Regions from separate parts of the Mus musculus genome. Here region 1 is linked to region 2. The links are chromatin contacts, called in public promoter capture Hi-C maps. All regions are on one chromosome and are shown on one strand. Each heading gives the region's core, a stretch centred on a gene start, on an enhancer-like site or on the middle of the called end of the contact. The rest is flanking DNA. Distances are from core to core; before and after follow the strand shown.

Region 1 (7,001 bases), core at 862-3,361, 300 kb before region 2:
AGGGTCCTTCTGCCTCTGCAGCCCTCTGTCCTCACACAGTGCTCCTTACATACAACCTCAGTTTCTATGTATCTGAGCAAATGCCTAAGACATTCCCCCTGTAGGACCAGGCACGCCAGCAAACTCCTACACATCCTTCAGAACTTTAGTTGACACATGCACTTCTTTTCATCCTATTTGAAACCTCCTCATATCCCCCCCCCGCCCTTTTTCTTCTTCTACCTTTTTTTTTTTTTTTTTTTTTTTTTGGCTTTTCGAGACAGGGTTTTTCTGTATAGCCCTGTCTGTCCTGGAACTCACTTTGTAGACCAGGCTGGCCTTGAACTCAGAAATCCACCTGCCTCTGCCTCCCAAGTGCTGGGATTAAAGGCGTGCGCCACTTCTCTCTCTCTCTCTCTTTCTCTTTCTTTCTTTCTTTCTTTCTTTCTTTCTTTCTTTCTTTCTTTCTTTCTTCCTTCCTTCCTTCCTTCCTTCCTTCCTTCCTTCCTTTCTTTCTTTCTTTCTTTCTTTCTTTCTTTCTTTCTTTCTTTCATTCTTTCTGAGTCAGGGTCTCACTGTAATTCTGGCTGACCTGCATAAGACTCAAGTGTAGACTCACAGAGATCCTCCTGCCTGAGTGCTGGGCTGAGAGGCTGCCCACCTCCTGCCCTCCCTCCGTGCTGCTCTGAAGATCCTCACCGTCCTGCAGCACACACTCCTTGAGCTTCTCCAAGCCCTCAGCAAAGCGGGCCACATCCGCCAGCAGGGTTGAGATGTCTTCTACGCCATCAGGGAAAGCTCCCTCAGTGGGTAACTCTGCCGGACTGGCCGCAGAAAGGGGGCTTCGGTACCCACGGCCCAGGGTCCAGGTGGCAGTGCCCGAGAGCGGGAAGCCTGCTGCACTGGCATGGCGGCTCAGGCTGGTGGGTCTTTTGAGTGTCCCTGTGCCCTTGGCTACCGTGGACAGGGATGTGGCTGGTGGCTCCAGGCCGGGAGCTTCTGTCCAATCCTTCCTGGGCAGCTCCTAGGTATGCATAGGGAAGAGGAGTCAAGGGGATCCCCCATCCCAGACACTGCCTCAGTTTCCCCAGAAAGTCCTCACAGGGGTCAGAGGTCAGTGGGCAGAGAATTTTAAGCTCCCCCCCCCCCACCTGTTACCCAACATCCTCCTGTCTATAGCTTTCACAAACAACCGTCCCTACCCAAACCACAGCCAGAGGCGGGGCCTGTGGGGCACAGGAGGGAGGGGGCACCCCACTTCCTGGTGGGGGTGGGGAGGACTCTTGTGAGTCTCTAACCCTGTAGCCACCCCAGATACCTCTACGGGTGTCCACTTTCTAAAAACATGGATAACTTCTGTGACCTGAAAAGATCATCAGGCTCCTGTGTCTCAGGACACCCCCAGACCTAGTAGAGGTACCCCTAAACCTCACAAATTCTCAAAAGCTCAGCAGGCAGCAGCAGGTCCTGGAGAAACTTGGAGACCCCCCCAATCTGCTCTGTACACCTGCACCCCAGTTCAACACCAGTTCCCCATTGGCTTTCAGAACCCTAAAATTGCCCAGACCCCATATTACAGTGTAGTCACTAGACTCCAATACCAGTTCTACCCACTACCCACAACCGTCATTGGCACACGACGGGGACATCCCTCATCAAGATGGGTGACTTGGTTGCCACCCAAGGCCATCCCTACCTACCGTAATGCGGCCTCCTAGGTTCAGGCCACTCCTTGTCGCCGGCCATTCTGCCTGGTGTGGACTATAGCTGGCCCGGTTCCCCCAGCGTGGACCCAGCATGGTGTTGTAGTTGCATGCTATGCCCATCAGTGACCACAGGCTGTGGGTGTCATCCTGGGTCCCCACCCGCTCTGTGCCCCACTCACCCCTGAGGAGGACTGCGGGTTGGGGCTCCCCGCGCGGTTCTTTTTGGAAATAGAGGGAGTTTTCATAAGTTCTCGCTTCTTCCGAGAGAACATGGTGGAGTCAGCCCCAGTGGCCCTAGGTGAGGACAGGCGGGCAACGGCAGGGTGGGAGTCTGGGGGTGGTCTCAGTCCTGCAACTCCTGGTGCAGGCTGTCTCTGGACCACATTGCTCAGGGCCACCCCCTCCCCAGCTGTCAGAGCCACACGTGACTGGCTTGGCTCTCATTGGCGCATAAGTCTCCTACACAGGAAAAGGCTCCCCAGCAGAGGGAGGGAGGTGACACCTCAGATCCGCCCCCAGTGTGACTGTCCCAAGTGTCAGCTCTTATAGGACTCTGCACACTGACTCTGACACAGGTTCCCCACAGCAGGCCACCTTCCACTTGCAGCCTGTGTCCTGTGTGGCCACCCGATCCAGGCATTAGCTGACTCTTGCTTGGGACATAACATACAGTCAAGAAAGGCAGTGTCATGTGTATACTGATATGAAAGACCAGAGAGGAGGCTGAGCAACAGGTTCACACACAGATCAAACAGACACCCCCTGAGTCCCTCACCATGCACAGGTGACCCCCCATTCCCTATAATCACCAGCCTTACAGTCTTCTGGGGACCATAGGACCTGAAGGTGCCATGCCTGGGTGGCTTCCATCCAGCAACCCAGGAGCTCCACTGCCCTGCTGGCCTCCACTTAGCTCCCACTCCCACTCTGCCCTCTATATCCCAGCTCTGAGCTTCAGGTCTCAGGATCCCCAGAGGTACTATTTAATAATTTAGACACCATGTCCCTTAACCATCCCAAACTCCACTGACCTCAGGCACACTGGGTGGCTCTCGGGGACACAGCCCAGAAAGGCCGCAGCCTGCAGTACCTAGGCCCGCTCTCCAAGCTCTGGTCCAGCCACAAACCCAGCCGAGGAGCCCCTTAAGGGTCCCGTGCCTCCCACTCATAGTTGGATGGCTGGGGGTGGGCTTGGGAGGTTGTCTCAGGATGAAGACTGGCTGGCTCTGGGGTGGGCTTCTGGTCCGGTCAGGCCAGGAAAGTACCAGGGTCCTCTATACCGTCTGGAACATTCCACAAGCCTGACCTCATCTCTACTTCACGGTCAGAAACACTCACAAGTCCCGCCCTTGGGTGTCAGACCCACATAGGTACATGCAGGTCAGGATACGTGTGACTGGACACCTGGGAAGTGTCCGTGTTGCAGGCAATTCACAGCAGGACACACGCGCATACTGTACATGTGATAGTGTATGGGACTGTACAGAGCTAAGACTCCTAAAACACAAACTCAGCCGTGGCCTCATTCTCATTCTAGTTTCTTTTTATTTCCCCCAGAGCCCAAGGCTTTCTGGGAGCCAGCGTATGGTACAGAGATCCTCTGTCTGAGCTTTGCCACTCAGTCCCAAGGCAGGCATGCTCAGATCATGGTCTCCACAGAGCTGGGGTCTTCCAGGAATCGGCTGACACGTTTGGGATGCTGCCGGCCAGGTTTGGAAACCTCCTCTTCTTCAGCCTCCTGCCGACTGCTCTCTTCCTCTTCCCCTTGGTCTTTGGAGAAATATAGGAACACCTGGCAGGGCAGAGACATGGAGGGGGCAGAAATGCATGGGGTGGGGGTAGATGTCAGCCCAGGGTCCTGAGGCACCTCAGCTCTTCCCTTCAAACCCTTTGATGGTGCCCGAAGTCACCTCCTCCAGAGTGGTCTGGCTCACAGAGAAGTCCTCCACACCGTGGGCCCTGCCCTGGGCAGCCAGCTCCCTGAACACTCGTGTCAGGGTGCATCTGCCCCCCGGTGGCAGTTGGAAGCGCAGACGGCTGCCGTGCACCTCCCGGAGTTCAGCCCCAGGGAATGTGATCCTGATGAAGGCTATCGCCGGCTCAGGCTGGTCCGGTGGGACCCTTAGAGTCAGTGTGTGGCCAGCCCCGAACCTGGAGGGGACAGGACCAGGGATGCAGGCCATGGCCCCTATTGCTCCTCGAAATCTCGATACTCCCTACTAGACCTGTCCTTGGCCTGTCTTGGACACCTGGACCCAACCCAATTCCTTCTCACCCTACCCTGCTGCGAGCCACGCCCACGAGTCTAAGAGACTACGCCCACTCAGAGGACCTGGCACACCTGTATCGAAGGACAGACACTCCTCACCTCCCCTGGACTCCATCCAAAAAGCTCCTCTGAGCACTTCCACCTTTCCAGGCTTCCCTCATACAGTCGGGCTCTGCCCCTATGGTGCATATGGCCCGCCCCTATCTTCTAGCCCTAACCACACCCACAGCACTCTTCTCTTCCCGCCAGTCCATCCTGCCCTGCTCACCTGCCTTTGAGATGCTGAGAGCTTCCCAGACAGCGGAACCGCCCGTTCACCATGATGGCCAGGCGCGTGCAGAGCGCTTCGCACTCCTCCATGCTGTGGGTGAGAGTGTGAGCACAGCTGGCCCAGCCTGCCTGCACGGGGACCATGCTCTGTTCCACCCTAGGGACCTCACCGGGTTCAGGATCACCTCATCCTGCGAGGTGGCCAGAGTGCGACCCTGGGGCTCACCTGTGCGACGTGAGCACTACGGAGCGGCCCTCGCGCACCACGGACAGCAAGCTGTTCCAAAGAAATCGCCGCGCACTTGGGTCCATGCCTGTGGTGGGCTCGTCCTGCAAAGGAGATATGGACTCTGGTGGGACCGCAGTGACAAAGCCTGTCCACTGGGACTCCGTCCTGTGTAAGCCAGAACACACTTCAATCAGACCCCACTCTGCTTAGGTAAAGCCCAAACGAAGCTAGATTTTGCACAGCTCCCCTCCCCGTCCCCCATGGCCTCCAACAGCTCAGACCCCAATTCACCAAGGCTCGGCCCCAGTAACTCCCATTCACAAACCACTCAGATCCGGTCTTCACGCACCAGAAAGACCACAGCTGGGTCACCAACCAGAGCTAAGGCTGTCGCCAGCTTCCGTTTGTTGCCTCCGCTGTAGGTACCCGCGGGTCGGTCTGCATAGCTAGGAAGGCCCAGGCGCACCAGGCCAGAGAGCGCAGTCTGCAGAACGGAGCCAGGTGAGCGTGGGCGGGGCCATACTGAGAGGGATGAGGTCCTGGTTAGCACAGGGACCGGGCATGTTCACCTGGGCAACTTGGGCCTCGGGCACCCCGCGCAGGCGAGCAAACAGTTCCAGATGTTCCCGGCCGGTCAGCAGGTCGAAGATGGCATCAGACTGGGGACAGTAGCCCATGCTGCGGTGTGCGGCAGACCGCTCCTGGGCCACGCTGGGGTGGGGACAGGAAGCTAAAGAGCTTACAGGCCACCCACGCAGGATTGCATGGGTGTCTGCAGAGAGCACAGGAGTCTCAGGGTATGTGGGCCATGCACAGAGGGGCACAGGTCCCAGGGACCTGGTGAAGGACCATGTTCACTCAAGGGACACATGGGATAGGAACCAGGGTTCAGGGTACAAGGAGCATCTTACTTGTGGCCTGCCAGTACTGCTTCACCACTGCTGGGCAGTGTGTCCCCTGTCACCATGCGGAAGGTGGATGTCTTCCCTGCCCCGTTGACACCCAGCAGCCCGAAACACTGCAAGGAACATGCAGACCCTTCCTAGCCCTAGTCTTGGGCTGCAATCCACAGCCCCCAGTGTTACCAGAAAAGGTGAGGGAGTGGGGGGCAGGGCACTAGACTCTGGGAGAGGCAGAACCGTCTCATCTAGCAGAGAATGGCTTGGAGCCATCTTTGTTTTAGTTATTTGTGGTTTTGGAGACAGGATCTCATGTAGCCCAAGCTGGCTTTGAACTTCATATGTAGCCAAAGATGACCCCGAACACCTGATCCTCCTGCCTCAGTAGACTCACTCGTGTTCACAGATGTGTTCTGACCCACAGTAGCAGCCAGTGAACCAGAGATAGCAAGAGTTTGCATATGTGTAGGGGCCTAAGAAAGTTTAACTGAGAAGGACTTGATACAGGCATGATAAAAGATGACCTCCACCAAAGTGACATTCAACACCCCTTCGGTGATCACAGTTTGTGCTCAAAAAATGTGAGCACCAACTATCTGTAATGGGATCTAATGCCCTCTTCTAGCGTCTGGAGAGAGCGAAGTGTACTCACATACATAAAATAAGTAAAACTTAAGAAAAAAAAAAACCAAACCAAACCCTGTGTTTGTACATAACACTATGCTTTTTAAAATGGGAGTACATAGTAGGTGCCTAATGAGGGCTAGGGCTGATGGCTCCATAAGTAGCTCAGAGCAGGGACATAGCTCAGTGATAGAGTGCCAGCCAAGAGTGCCCTAGTGAGGGGCTGGCAGTGTGGACTAGCTGTATAGCTTTGGGTAGGGACTTCTGAGATTCTGGGTTCTATTTCTAGTGCCACAAAAATAAATACAAGTCCAAAAACTAGGTGACAGGAGGTGCTTAATGAGAGATGATGGGTGCACAGCACGCACACAGGACGCACACCACGCATGCAGCACTTACGAATCATGCAGCACGTACACAGCAAGTACACAGCACATACACAGAACGCACACAGCACGTACACACCACATACGAAGCACACACGCAGCCCGCGCAGTAAAGCCCAGTGGGTCATGCCAAGGGTCTCGATAGAGGTGGGCAGAGAGGGAGGAAGTAGTCAATCCTATCAGGGAGTTGCCACCTCACAGGACTCAGCACAGGGTACTCTGCAATGGACTCACCTCCCCAGGGGGGATCCCTAAGCACAGGCGATCCACAGCTGGGTTCCTCTGCCCACGGTAAACCTGCAGGGATCAGGCTCCTTTAGAAAGGATGGAGTACTCATGTCACCCTCCACTCACTGGGCACTTACTTGCCTTACCCTGTGCCTACCTTGGTCAAGTCCCTGAGGACTAGCACATCCCCCTGGGTAGCCCCCTTGGTCACCCGCTCACGCTCTTGAGCCACATCCTCATCCTCCTCCCCCAGGGGCGGCAGCAGTCTTGGTTTTGATCTGAGGATAGACAGGTTAGTGGACCCTGGGAAGGACTCTGGCCCCTGCTGCCCTCACCTGGTCCCCACTGACTGTGGCAGGAGACGGTTGCGGTGTTGGAGCAGGAGTGTGATGAGGAGGAACAGAGGTCCCT
Region 2 (6,107 bases), core at 510-3,009:
GGCCTTATGTCCCCACCTCTAACCTGGGCATAAGGCACTCAGGCTAGGGTATTCAAGAACAAATCCTGTTGGCTCTAACCCCTGGGCATCTTCCCCACACCTAGGTTCCTGGTAAAGGTGGCATTCTGGTCTCAGGGAGGTTGTTCGTGGGCCTCTATTTGCTCAATTATCAAGCACTGGAGAAGGGACAAGCAGGAGCCGCCACAGGTCCTGGAGCTGTCCGTGGTCCTGAAACTTCAAGCTACAGTTTTCGGGATAGGGAAGCATCCTGTCTTCAAATCTGCACCCTAACTGTCACCGCAGATAGGGTCATTAGCCTGCATCCCTTGCACGCAGCTCTCCCTATGGCCCTCGAGTGTACACCCACTCGGGACACACGCGCGCGCACAGCTAGCATCCCAACAGGTACTTCTAGAGACCCACCAGCCACACCTCTAGGGACACGCCTCCCCTTGATCCACCGAAACACGCCTCCCCAGGACCCTCTCGGGCATCACATCACAAGCTCGCTCGGAAAGGAGAGACAGACGCAAACACTCGGGTCATGGCCCTACGCCAGCTTCTTTCGCTGCACGCAGCAGCCAACTCAGGCCACGTCCGTAGCCACACACCCGGGATGTGTGGGTACTCGGAACGCGCCCGCCCCGGGCGCAAGTGGAGACCGTGGGAACGCGAGGCGCCCGCTTAATAACGCCCTCCCCGAGGCCTCCCGAGCGCGTCCTTTCCCATGCGTCCTTCCTTATTTCTTCCTTCTTTCCTTCCCTTCTTTTCCTTCCTCCTCCTTTTTCTTCCTTTCTCCTTTCTACCCATCTTTCCACCCTCATTTCTGCTCCGCGGCCTACGGGCACCCACGTTCCCCTCTATTCGTCCTCTCCACCCCTATGCGCTCAGACCCTGGCCCTGAGGCCGCGGTTCTCGCCCACTGCAACTAGGGCGCGCGGGAGGGGGAGCGCCAAGGACCCCCTCACTCCAGGCCTCCAAAAGGGCGGACCCTCTGCACACCAGGGTCCCTCGGGGGTGGGTCCGGGTCGAGCCCGAGGTCACCGCGAGGGGACTACCCCCCATCCTCGGCCCGGTGACTCGAACTGCCACCACCCCGAGGTCACCATCCGGGACGTGGCGCCCCGCCCTCTCCCGGGCGCGCCAAGGACGGGCCCCTCCCGGAGGCGGCACCTGAAGTCGCTGTAGGGGTGGATGATCCAGGCCCCCGCCGACTTCACGCGTTCCTGCTCGCGCTCCACGGCCTTCTGGCTGCCGAACATCCGCAGGGAGAACTTGTTGACGCCGGGCTGCAGAAGCGCCCCGAATTGGCGCTGCAGGAAGCTAGCCTGGCTGCCGCGCGGCTCACCCGCCGGGCCCGCCTCCTCGCTGCCCGCCTCCTCGGCCGCCGAGGGCCCGGAGGCCGCCCCGCGGCATGAGAACGAAACCTTGGGGCCGCGCGCGGGGCCCTCGGGGCTGCACTGCGGCTCCCCGCGCCCGCACTCGCCATTCGCGCCGCCCTTGGCCGCGCCAGGGGTGCAGGCGCTGTCGCGGCTGCAGAGCCGGGCGCGCGGGCCGGGCTCGTCCGCCGACTCCGGGTGCGAGGGGGTCGTGGGGTTCGGGGGTGGCGCGGGTGGTGGCTGAGGCTGAGGGGGCGCGGGCGGCGGCGGCGGTGGCGGCGGCCCCGGCGCAGGGGTCGTGCCCGGACTATCGCCCGGCCGCCCGCCGCCCCCGCGCGCATCCATGGCGAGGCGGCGCCGGGCAGTGCGGAGCGGAGCGGCCGCCGCCGCCGCCGGCCGAGCCCGAGGGAGGGCGGAGCCGGGGGTGGAGCCTCTGCTTGCGGGGGAGGGGCGGGGGCGGGAGCCCCGCCTCCACCTGAACCACCCTCACCCCACACAGGGATGGATGGGGAAACTGAGGCTCTGGCCAGCAAGCAGGCTCAAGGTCAGTCAGCCCCTTGAGACCTTGGAGATGCGCTCAGGCTCGGTTCCCCAGGGGGAAACTGAGGCCAAGGACGAACCCAAGGTCACAGAGCCCAGCCGGCGGGCCCCTGCCTTGACGCACGATGCAGACCAAGCCCTGGTCCACTCTGGGGTTCCTCCGCGATCTCGAGGACACCGCGGGCGGGGCAACCGCTGACGCTCACCCCTCGGGTGCCAACTCCTTTCTCGGTTCAAGGTGGCAGATTCCATAATAAAAGTGTGTTCCCGGAGGCTACCATATCTCTGGCTCTGTCGCTTTCACCGCCTCCAAGGCAGAAACCTATGAATATTTGTGAGAAGGGCTGAGATCATTCTGGGTTCTAATCTCAGCCCATCTCCAAGCCCTACTTGTGGGGAAACTGAGGCATGGTCAGGCAACAAAAACAGTAGCAAGACTCCTGTGGCTTCTGGCGACTTCTCCCTTAAAAAGTGAGGATCCCAGGTTAGGTAGTCCTTAGCGGTCTCCAGGGGATCCTGGTTCAACTTCTGCCTCTGTACATATACCCGACCCCTACTCTCTGCCACCTTGACTCAGGCATCAGTTACATTCCACACTTTACCCCAGGTCCGGGGAGACATTGGCTCCTGGGGGTCCTAAGGCTGTGGCCTGAGGCTGGAGCCAGGTGACACTAGTTCTGACTCTAAATTCCCACCCTTCTTCACCAAAGAGTGGAGAGGATTTTATGACAGGATGTTGGGGAGAAGGGAGGAAATACAGGGGAAGAATAGCTGTGAACTGGTGGGAAGAAAGTTCTCATTCAGGAGACTCTTGGGACCTTCTTATGTCCCCTCTGGGCATCCTTAGATTCTCCCTTATTTCCCTGGACCCTAAGTTCACTTAAATCCTTCTGACCTTTTACAAACTCCCCTGGATGCTTCTGGACCCTTTCTAGACCCTTTTAGATCTTCTGGGTCCCTCTTAACTTCTCTTGGACCCTTCCAGCCCTTTATGGGTCATCAAGGTCCCTACAGCCTTCACTGTTTCTGGCCTGACCTCATATTTAGCTATTGGTTGAGTGTCTCAAGAATGGGGCTATGACTTCTGTCTGCTCACAGTAGGTGTCCAGTGATGTTGGATGTGCCATGCCAGCTGCATGCCCTCATCTGACACAGATGGGCTGCCCCGACCCCGGGGACTCTGGAGCTGCCCCTGGCACCCCTCTGGCCTCCACTTTTGAACATCACAGTTGACAGTGCCAGGCTGCTCCGCCCCAGGGCACATGCCTGTTCCAGATGAAGGGGGATCTTTTATGTTCACCCTGGGAAGATGTCAGCTGGGCAGGTCGCCAGAGCTCCAGGACTTGTGGTTGAGTGCAGGGGAGGAGGCAGCATGGCTACTGGCTGGCAGAGGACCTGCCATGCCAGGAGACTGCTCTGCCAGGCAGCCCTTGGGCTCACAAAGGATTCTAAAAAGAGCCAGGTGTCTTCTTTTTCTTTTAAGATTTATTATTAAATTTAAGTACACTGTAGCTTCAGATGCACCAGAAGAGGGCGTCAGACCTCATTATTGGTGGTTATGAGCCACAATGTGTTTGCTGGGATTTGAACTCAGGACCTTCAGAAGAGCAGTCAGTGCTCTTAACCACTGAGCCATCTCTCCAGCCCTGAGCCAGGTGCTTTCAACGAGTAGAAACTAGCTGTGGCTACCTGGTCTCCCCATGTCCATGCTGACACATGAGGTTTTTTTCTGATATTCAGTAAGTGAGTGGCTCAGGGCTGATGTGTATGTGTGTGTATGTGTGCATGTGCAGAAGCCAGAGGTCAACCTTGGGTGTCATTACTCAGGAGCTGTCCTTACTTATTTAGCTACGTTTTTGTCTTTTAGATGTATTTGTCTCATTTTATTTGTCTTTCTGTCTGTCGGTCTGTATGTATGTATTATGTATGTATGTATATATGTATGTATGTATGTATGTATGTATGTATGTATGTATGTACACCACATGCAAGCATGGTCCTTAACGAAGCCAGAAGAGGGTGTTGGATTCCCCTGGAGCTGGAGCGATTTGGAGCTATGAATGATTCTGGGAACCAAACCCAGATCACCTGCAAGAGCCATAAATGCTCTTAAACTGCTGAGCCCTCTCTACTCTCTAGTTTCAACCCCAGCCTTTGGGAGGGGTCTCTAAGTTTGAGGCCAGCCTGATCTTCATAGTGAACTGCAGAGTAACCAGTGCTACTTGATGAGACCCTGTCAATCAGTTAATCAATGGTTGATCAATCGGTTAATCAATCGTACACATCTGTAACTTCAGTTCAGCCCTATAGCTCCCCCATCACACACAGGTACACAACCTCATCATGACCTTTAGAAAACCAAGCGAATAAATCAACAACCCAATAACCCTAGGGACCAAATCATTTGCTTCAAGGGTCTCCTTTAGACTCTTCCCTGCCCTCCCAACACTAACCAGTCATTTCCTATTCACGATTCTGGGGTATTTTGAATTGAGTCAGAACCAGGCCAGGCCAGGGAAGGCATAGACCAGATGGGGAAGCTGCCCTAACAGCATTCAGCAAGCCAAAGTTGGACTCCTTGGCTGCCAGGATCTGCATTGTGGGTTTCCTGACCTGAAGGTAAAGGGACGTCTCAGGCTCTGATCTACACACATACAGCCTGGGTGTCCACTGCACATCTTCCTGGGGTCTCAATTTCTTTGGCATATGCACATCCAGGGAGGATGGCTATATTTTATTTTTGTCTTTTGGAGACAATGGCTCATATGACATAGGCTGTAGAAGTCAGTATGTGCTGAGGGTGACCTTGAACGGATCCTTCTGACTCCACTTTGCAGAGTGCCAACAGGTGTGCATCACTTCGCCAGCCTGTCTTACTCACTTATGGTTGGCCTGGGTGCTTCTCCCCCAGGCCCCAGTTGGGGTGTGGAGAAACTGGCTCACCATGAGCCCCCATCTATGAGACTTCACAGTCATGGCCTCTACAAACTTCAGTGCTGCTATGTATTGTCTGGTCCTCCTGCCCACTTGCACACTGCCTTATGGACTAGGATGGCACTGAGTAGGTGGACCAAGGGCTGGAGAGGGTTTGACAGACGTCTGCTTGGAGCAGAAATGACCAGTGAGTTGCTGAGTCCATGTTGAGTCCTACCCCATCAATGAGTCTTTGTTTTACAAAGGCCCTGGGATTTGTCTCTGCCTGCCAGCTGGAGGCTGGATCTCAAGTCCCTGTGGTTTCCAGGCTGTCCTGTTTCTGACAAAGTTGACCCTGTACCCATCTCATCTCAGGAACTGAGAAGCCTTTAGGGTCATGTTTGAACATTTGCTCCTGTGCTATCCTGGGCCGAGGGGCAAGCAGCCAGTATTTGTTAGGCTTTGGTTGGGCTGTTTGGACAGCCTGAAAGATGTGGATATGCCCCTTTGCTTCTCAAGGGGGAACTACTGCTCTGGAGGTGAACCCCTAAATAGAACTACTTTCTAAACACCTGTGTCCTGTCTTCCAGATGTTAAGACCCACAGTACCTGCCTTGAGACCCCAAGGGAAGTGCGTGAGGACTGGGGCTGCACCTGCAGTTGCAGAGGTGAGGGTGTCCTGATTTAATGGACAGAACCCCAGACACACCATAGGTCACCACTGCTGGAAGTGGTTGCCCTAGGCTTCTCTCTACACAGGCCCATGTGGACATTTGTGTAGTCAGGGATGACTCTGAGCCTTAAGCAGGTTCTCCTGTTCTTCTAAGAACTCCACAAGAGGGTGAGGTGCCAGACATATGCAGTTGCATGTGTGTACTAAAGATAAGCCAGCCATTTGGCTGGGTCTAGGGCACCGGTTTCCTCAGTGGACTAAAGTGCAGCGCCCTCTAGTGGCTGGAAGGCCAGGGAGGTGTCTGAGGAATTTTTCCTTGGCCTGAAGCGGAGGGCCTGTTTTACCTCAGGGAGTCTTCAGAAAGGTCTGCTATCGCCCCGCCTCCCCCCCCCCCCCCCCCCCCGACTTCTCTCCCTTAACCACCACCACTCTGGGATGTACTCTGCTGGGATCAAAGCTGTCTCTCTGGAGTCAGACTATACCACCACATACACCTGTCCTGACCCCTGCCCAAAATTTAAGAGTTAAAACCAGCCAGCAAGTCCCTTGACTGCCCATTTCCCACTGGTGCCCACCAGCCAGATCAGTACTAGGCTTGTACA

Evidence for each region. Capture Hi-C pulls out chosen DNA fragments and counts their contacts.
Region 1: a contact with region 2 is called in a promoter capture Hi-C map of pancreatic islet. The contact joins the promoter of Arhgap45 here to the promoter of Hcn2 in region 2. A contact is called at or near these places in 1 of 39 promoter capture datasets (neural stem cells), 1 of 115 datasets of contacts at active chromatin or transcription factors (pancreatic cancer cells) and 2 of 9 other capture datasets (liver and pancreatic islet).

The regions. Positions count from the first base shown.
Region 1 is chr10:80,011,782-80,018,782 of GRCm38.p6, reverse strand. It overlaps Arhgap45 (Rho GTPase activating protein 45), which reads right to left and starts at 2,111. Exons shown (of 23, transcript NM_001142701.1): 1 at 1,865-2,111; 2 at 679-1,003. The coding sequence starts at 1,957. Abca7 (ATP-binding cassette, sub-family A (ABC1), member 7) reads right to left here. Exons shown (of 47, transcript NM_001347081.2): 38 at 6,941-7,001; 39 at 6,748-6,868; 40 at 6,597-6,659; 41 at 5,365-5,471; 42 at 5,023-5,164; 43 at 4,803-4,937; 44 at 4,451-4,554; 45 at 4,223-4,315; 46 at 3,596-3,836; 47 at 3,211-3,477. The coding sequence ends at 3,325.
Region 2 is chr10:79,712,286-79,718,392 of GRCm38.p6, reverse strand. Hcn2 (hyperpolarization-activated, cyclic nucleotide-gated K+ 2) reads right to left here and starts at 1,759. Exons shown (of 8, transcript NM_008226.2): 1 at 1,174-1,759. The coding sequence starts at 1,724.